Regions from separate parts of the Sus scrofa genome. Here region 2 is linked to region 1. A link is a contact called in public HiChIP or PLAC-seq data. All regions are on one chromosome and are shown on one strand. Each heading gives the region's core, a stretch centred on a gene start, on an enhancer-like site or on the middle of the called end of the contact. The rest is flanking DNA. Distances are from core to core; before and after follow the strand shown. Region 1 overlaps AKAP7 (A-kinase anchor protein 7). Region 2 overlaps EPB41L2 (band 4.1-like protein 2).

Region 1 (3,193 bases), core at 336-2,835:
ATATATTTTCTCCCAAAGCTGTTTAACTAATTCCCTGTGTTAAATTCTCTCTGTTAAAATAACTGGCGTAATTCCTATTTTCTTGACTGGATCCTGACATAAATTATTTCTGTGTTTTTCCCCCACAATGTAAATTCAGGAGGACTAAGACATGAATAACAGAGGCAAAGGGTACAGAATTAAGAGCAGCTATGAAGCGGACTTTTAAAAATAAAAACTGCATACTTCATGACCTTGCTTCCCCTTAGAACAATTTGTTTACTCTGCCTTTCAATTTAATATTCAGATTTCATACAATTTTACATACATACTTTCAGGTTTTATAAAATCTAAAAATCTGTGTATCTAATTTTACATTGAAGATTAAGTATATGGTGTACATTACACGGTATGAATGTATCACAATGAATTTTTATTTTAAATTTACTCTACCCATACTATAGAAAATTAATTTAAAACAGATGTAAATTTGGACAAAATGTTTTCACAAAATCTCATTCATAAAGACAATCATACAATAGGTAATATATCTTAGCTTGTTATCTCTAGGACCTGTTGATACCAATCGCCCACTGTTACTACGGAGTTCAATAATCAACATTTTATGTGGCACATCAGTAATACAACAGTGTACCTAGACAAGAACCCAAAGTTGTACATTACATTTGGGTTTTTTTTAATGGTTTTTATTTTTTCCTTTATAGCTGATTTACATTTAAAGCAAGGTTACTGAGCCTATAGGTACTAATTAAAAGAGCCATTAATAGTCACTATAAAATATGAAATAATAAAGAGGCATACTTTTTTTCAAAAAAAATGTTGGTCTTCTATTTAAAGAAAGAGGTTGGTGGCTTAAAACAGTTCGAAAAACTCTGCCTCAAAATATCCTCTTAGGTAATAAAAATGATTAATGCAAAATCTGACTATGATAAAGTCTTTGTGTTTTAGAACTCCCTTTCAGTATTTTCATTATTTATAACCAAAGTTATCCAAGCATAATTCGAATACTACTGGGTTTAACATATCTATATCATTTGGCTTCCAAAATCACCAAAATGTGTTAAAATGAACACTCACTGTCCCAATGTTAGCCCCCTGAAGCCATACAGAATAACTTCTTTCCCTTCCACATTAAAGAATCCTCCAAATGGCTGAAGACAATTTACCATCCAAGCTAAGCACCTGGAGTCCTTCAGTCTTCCTCTTATGCTGTGGTTTCCAGGCTCCTCGCCACCCTGGCCTTCCTCCTCAAGACACACTCCCCATTGTCAGAATTCTAAATAAGGTCTGACTGCTACAGATCTAGATAGAAAGTTTTAGATTAACACATCATCTGCTTGCCAGTTTATTAGCTATCATAAGCATCAATCAAAACTCGGGAAAAGCTGAGCTTCGCAGCTAACTTTAGCTGAATATTTTAAATGCTTAGAAAGTGTGAATTTTATTTTTGCTCTAACAGTCAGATGTAAGACATCAAATTGAAACCTGATGTAATTCACATGGCAAATGCCAACACCAACGATCTAACCACAAAGGGTGGGGAGGGGCCGCTGAGACACGTAAAAAAAGTGAATCAGTCTTTACCATGGGATTCTTACCAACTGGGTGACTTCTCTCTCTGGAGAATATGAAATCTTCTCTCTATGTACGCTAAACATCCTGTTTTCATGTCACTTTCTTCCTATAAAGATAATTTTTCTGTATACATATCTGAGGTTTACAAATGTTCTTGACTAAATTTGTAAGTCTAGGGGGCAGTGTGTAGAAACAAAATTATAAGCCTCTGCCTCAACCTTTAGTAAAATTAACATTATTTATGTCCTAGCTAGCATAACTTTAAATTAAAACTACAATTATTCTTTATATTTTCATCATATAATTCAGTTTTTGCCTCTGACTATTTGCTAAGGGCAAAGAACATTACTATACAATGCAAAGGCTGGTTTTAATAGTTCCAAGATCTATTAATTTGTACCTCTGACATTATAAATGCTTGTTTAAAGGAAATTTTATCTGCTAAACTGTTTGTTGTAGAAACTGTTTGCCCATGTCAAGCTGTAACCGCTGTGTGACAGGAGCTTCTGTAATAGGGAATTAACTCACTTTCACTATTTGGCTGACTTAGCTCTGTAACTTCCCTGGTATGGAAGGGGTGGGGTTTGCTTGTTGGACTGAGAACATCAAGATCCTTCCTATTGGCTTTTTCCTTTCAGGGCATGAAAAGTGTTGGGATCCAATATACCTCCTTCAAAAATGTGTATGGGAAAAGAATCTGAAAACGAATGAATGTGTGTATACGTATAACTGTATCACTTTGTTGTACAGCAGAAATTATCACAACAACTATACTTCAATAACACTTTAAACATGGAAAAAAGAAAGAAACCCTTCAACAATACAGATCATGTATCTTCACTGTATCTTCCTAACCCTTGGCTCCGAACTTTCCAAATGTGATGTGCTCCACGATGTTTCCTAGTTGAAGTGAACTGAATTAGTCTTCATAACAGCTCTCACTTAAGGCTAAATTTTATGGCCACTAAGGTGGAACATGAAAGGTCCGAAGAAATCAAAGACTTTTTACCTCTTCACTAGGTTTAAAAGATTTGTTCCAGAATGGGGCTGCTCTTACATACACGGAGTGTCCTCTAGAATATAACGGAAGCCTTTTGGTTGAAGGCGACAAAAACTTAACCCAAGCAAGTTAAACAAGGACGATTTATTGCTTCAATATAACAGAGAGGGTCCTACTTCGGCTGAGCTCAGAGGCTCCAACAATATCTTCAGGATCATCTCCTCTTTCCTTCTCTGGCCCCCTCCTTCTGCGCCATGTTCCTTCTCAGGAAGACTCCCCTTCACTCCCTGCCAGCCATCAATCTGAAGCTTACAGCTTTCCATTCACAACCCAAAAGGAAGACAGACCCTCTTATCAAATCTTTATAGAAAGACTGGTTAACTCCACTTGGACCATGTATCCCTCTCAGGGCAGGAAAGCAAGACCTCGTGATGGACAGAAACCCAAGGAGAGGGAGAGGGAGGCCCCCAGAGGGACGGAAGCTACACAGAAAAATGCTGGACGTCCACTCCACGATCCAAAGTCGGAAATCCCAAGTCCCTCTTTTCCCCTCCTGGACATGATGAAAATAAAACCATAGTCTGCCAAGCTGATTTCTTAGATGTAACATTTGTACAG
Region 2 (3,193 bases), core at 417-2,916, 340 kb after region 1:
CCCACCATCTTGTATGGACAGTTAGTGCAGAGGGTAATAGTAGGCCTGTATCCGAAAACAATGATTTTCACAAGTAAAAGCAACAAACATGGCACAGTAATCCATTATTTTTCCTTTTGTGTTTTGGACACTGTAATTCATCAGATGGGCAAGTCATCAAAAGGATTATTGTGTCATTGTGAAAAATAGGAGGCTTTTCATGCCAATACATGACCAGGCAGCTAGGGAACTACTTGGTTAGGACTTATGTTCTCTTTTCCCCCCAGAGCAAAGCTAGGCGGTAACCGTACTGAGCTTTATTTTTCCCGCCACACCATCAGTATACCTTTTTGTTGTTGTTTTTTTCTTTTTCCTGTTTTTAAACAGACTAGACAAGATGCATAAATATTCTTCACTTTATGGTTTGACAAATGAAAATAAACCTTCTAGTGATTACATAGGAGAAAAATCAATGGGATACCAAATAACAAACTTTGTTCTGTCAGATAACAATCCATCTGGAGTAGCTCTCTTTAGAATAGAGAGATTCCAAGATTCCACAGTCATTCCAGAAAGGAGGCAGATCAGTCCTGGAGAGCACTGACAACCAAGATGCATTTGGGAGGGGCGGATATAAGAAGCAGGGACATTGCGGATGGTGTCATCAGGGGAGGGAGGCCTGTCTGAGGAAGAACCGTTTCAGTTGAGACTTGAAGGGCGAGAAGGAGGCCACCACGAGTAAGCAGGAGAGAAAGCATTCCAGGCAGCAGGAGTAGCAGATCTGAAAGTCCTAAGTTCAGGGACAGCTTGATAACATTCCAAGAATAGAAAGAAGGCAAGTGTTGTCAGAAGTCACCAGTGATGGGGAGAGGTAGGCTGGGAGGGGTCACTACGGCCCTTGCAGGCTGTGATGGAGAATGTGGGTTTTCTAGGAAACAGTTGAAGGATTGGGCAAACACATATGTGTACAGTGCTATCTTAAAAAAAAAAAAAAATCACTTCATGCCATGTCAGGAATAATTGGAGAGGATTTGAGAGGAAGCTCAAGCAGCTTGGTTAGGGATAGTCCCTGGCCTATAAGCTTGTCAGGGTTCTGCAAGGGTTGAATACCTGAAAGAAATTATTAGCCACAAACTGAAATCAATACATGTTTAATAAAAATATGCAGTGTCAACACTTGCCACCCTCATTTGGCAACTTCAAATTTGATATTCATTAAAATTTTGATATCATTACATTTGAAACCATTGCTAGGTCACATTTCCTCATTTTGCAGTAAATTTCTGAGGATGCATAATGGGGTTCTTAAAAATCATAAACATAGACTAAAGAGTTACTCAGAGCCATATAGTTTCCAAGGAAAACTTCTTAAAAATCTTTTAAAAATTGGGGGGGACCCTAGAAAATAATTACACTTAGTGTATGATGTGAGTTCATTTTAATGTTTAATATGATTTGGTCTGGGCTTTCCAAAGTATGCGTATTTAAGAGCCACAAAAGTCTTCACAGGGACCTGGGTGGTAAAATAGAGATGGAAGAAACTGGCCACATTGAAAAATCTATCCAAGGACTCCTTTCAGCTTGCTGGTCGTTGAGGAGTAAAGGAGGAGACTTCAAGCTTTCTGACTTGAGTAACTGGGTGCCAGCATGAGAGTGAGTGTATGTGGCAGAAAGTTAATATAGGGGAAGAAGGAAGTTTGGACAGGGCATGTGGGGGTGTGGATTAAGAGGTTTCTTGTAACACAATGGATAAGAGGTCTAGGTGTTGCCCAAGGTCAGTGATGGGGGATCACACACGTTCCCTGCCCTCTAAGAACTTGCAGCCTGAAGGTCTTTGTTTCCTAGGCTTCCCTAGGGGCATAGAACCGGAGCACAGCACACTACGTCAGGAAGTGCTTTTTATACAGGTGAAGTGACCTCAGTGGTTGTCTCAGCATCGGCGGGGGATGGGTGGGGGGGACACTACAGATGGACAGAGGCTTCTGCCGGTTGCTGCCACTTCGCCTTGTTGAGATTTAAAGCCATCTTAGGCTGATCTGCTGTATGACAGAAATATCTACACAGTCTGTGTTCCTGCCCATCTCTAGGAGAGATGGGAGCGCATAAGGGTGAGATTTGCTGAGGCAGAGCATTTCCATGTATTAGACCTACTGTAGGTCAAGTTGAGGCGTTCAGGAGGAAGGTTAGGAGGATGGAAAATATTAAACAGAGAGGTTTAAACACAGAAGTAAAATCCGTCCTTACTGTCTTGTTGCAGTTTTAACTGGTGTTCTAATTAAAGGTTCCTTTATGGAGGCAATCATAAAACTTATTGAAGCAAATCATTTTAATAACTAGTTTTTTGTTGCTATAGAGAGATTCAGAAATAAGTTCAGGCAAGATTAAGGAGACCCTGGGGAATTAAAATACTGCTTTACTTTGTAATTCTGACATAGTGCTGACCCTGATGTTTCACCTGGTCTTAGAGCTCCTCCTACTGGCCAGTTCCATAATGCGTGTATATCCTTGAACAATCTCTGATTGGAGAGCTGTGATTTAATGGGTCACAATTCAGAATACTTTCCGAGTTTATTTTAACAGTGGTTTGTTTGAGATGTTATTTTCATAATCAAATAAGGTTTCTGTTTCTATTAATTGTCTACATGCTGCCTATTTATCTGTGAAGGGGGTGGAGGGGAGACGTTTCATAAAATGCTGTTGTTTAAATGTTCTAAAGTCATCCAAATGGTCATTCCTTACTAGCTCCAGTTGGTGTTGTGGACCAAAGTCTTATGAAAGATTTTGCTGGCCCTGCTGGAGAGGTGTCAGCATATGGCCCGGGAGTTGTCAGTCCTGCCGTGGTACAAGATGGTGACGGCAGAAGGGATGTCAGAAGCCTGGCTAAAGCTCCACCAGTGCAGTACATTGAAGGAAAGGTATGGCAAATTAGTCGAATAAATGGTTTTAAATATGTCCTCGGACTAGAGGCTGTCTATTGCACATGTCGCGTCAGAACTCAAATATCATTTAAAACGAGTCACTGTCTGTTCTCTGTTGATATAATCATATCAGTTTTCCACTTTTCAAATATGTGTAGGCTCTTCCTGGTTTGAACTGGGTCTCTAACGTTTTTCTGATTGATGTTTATAAAGCAAAATATTTCATCACAAACTATCTAAATGCAAGTAAGTAGTTTACTGGTCTTTTGTCTGTCTTTATAATCATCCTCTTTAAT

What was found. HiChIP or PLAC-seq counts read pairs in DNA pulled down with a chosen protein or histone mark.
Region 2: an H3K27ac HiChIP or PLAC-seq map of alveolar macrophages shows a contact between it and region 1, with 4 times the contacts expected there. The contact joins two enhancer-like sites. A contact is called at or near these places in 1 of 47 Hi-C or Micro-C datasets (epiblast stem cells) and 1 of 2 datasets of contacts at active chromatin or transcription factors (alveolar macrophages).

Annotation. Positions count from the first base shown.
Region 1 is chr1:32,244,451-32,247,643 of Sscrofa11.1, forward strand. The region is part of intron 8 of AKAP7 (A-kinase anchor protein 7); the gene reads right to left. Among named protein-coding and RNA genes, the nearest start is that of AKAP7, 120 kb to the right of the region's middle. Within about 2 kb of position 1,586, at least 8 of the 83 cell types and tissues checked have an H3K27ac peak or open chromatin away from gene starts, as enhancers often do. A contact at or near this core is called in alveolar macrophages, where this site is marked.
Region 2 is chr1:32,583,290-32,586,482 of Sscrofa11.1, forward strand. EPB41L2 (band 4.1-like protein 2) reads left to right here. Exons shown (of 18, transcript XM_021088293.1): 12 at 2,722-2,894. Among named protein-coding and RNA genes, the nearest start is that of SMLR1, 120 kb to the right of the region's middle. Within about 2 kb of position 1,667, at least 12 of the 83 cell types and tissues checked have an H3K27ac peak or open chromatin away from gene starts, as enhancers often do. A contact at or near this core is called in alveolar macrophages, where this site is marked.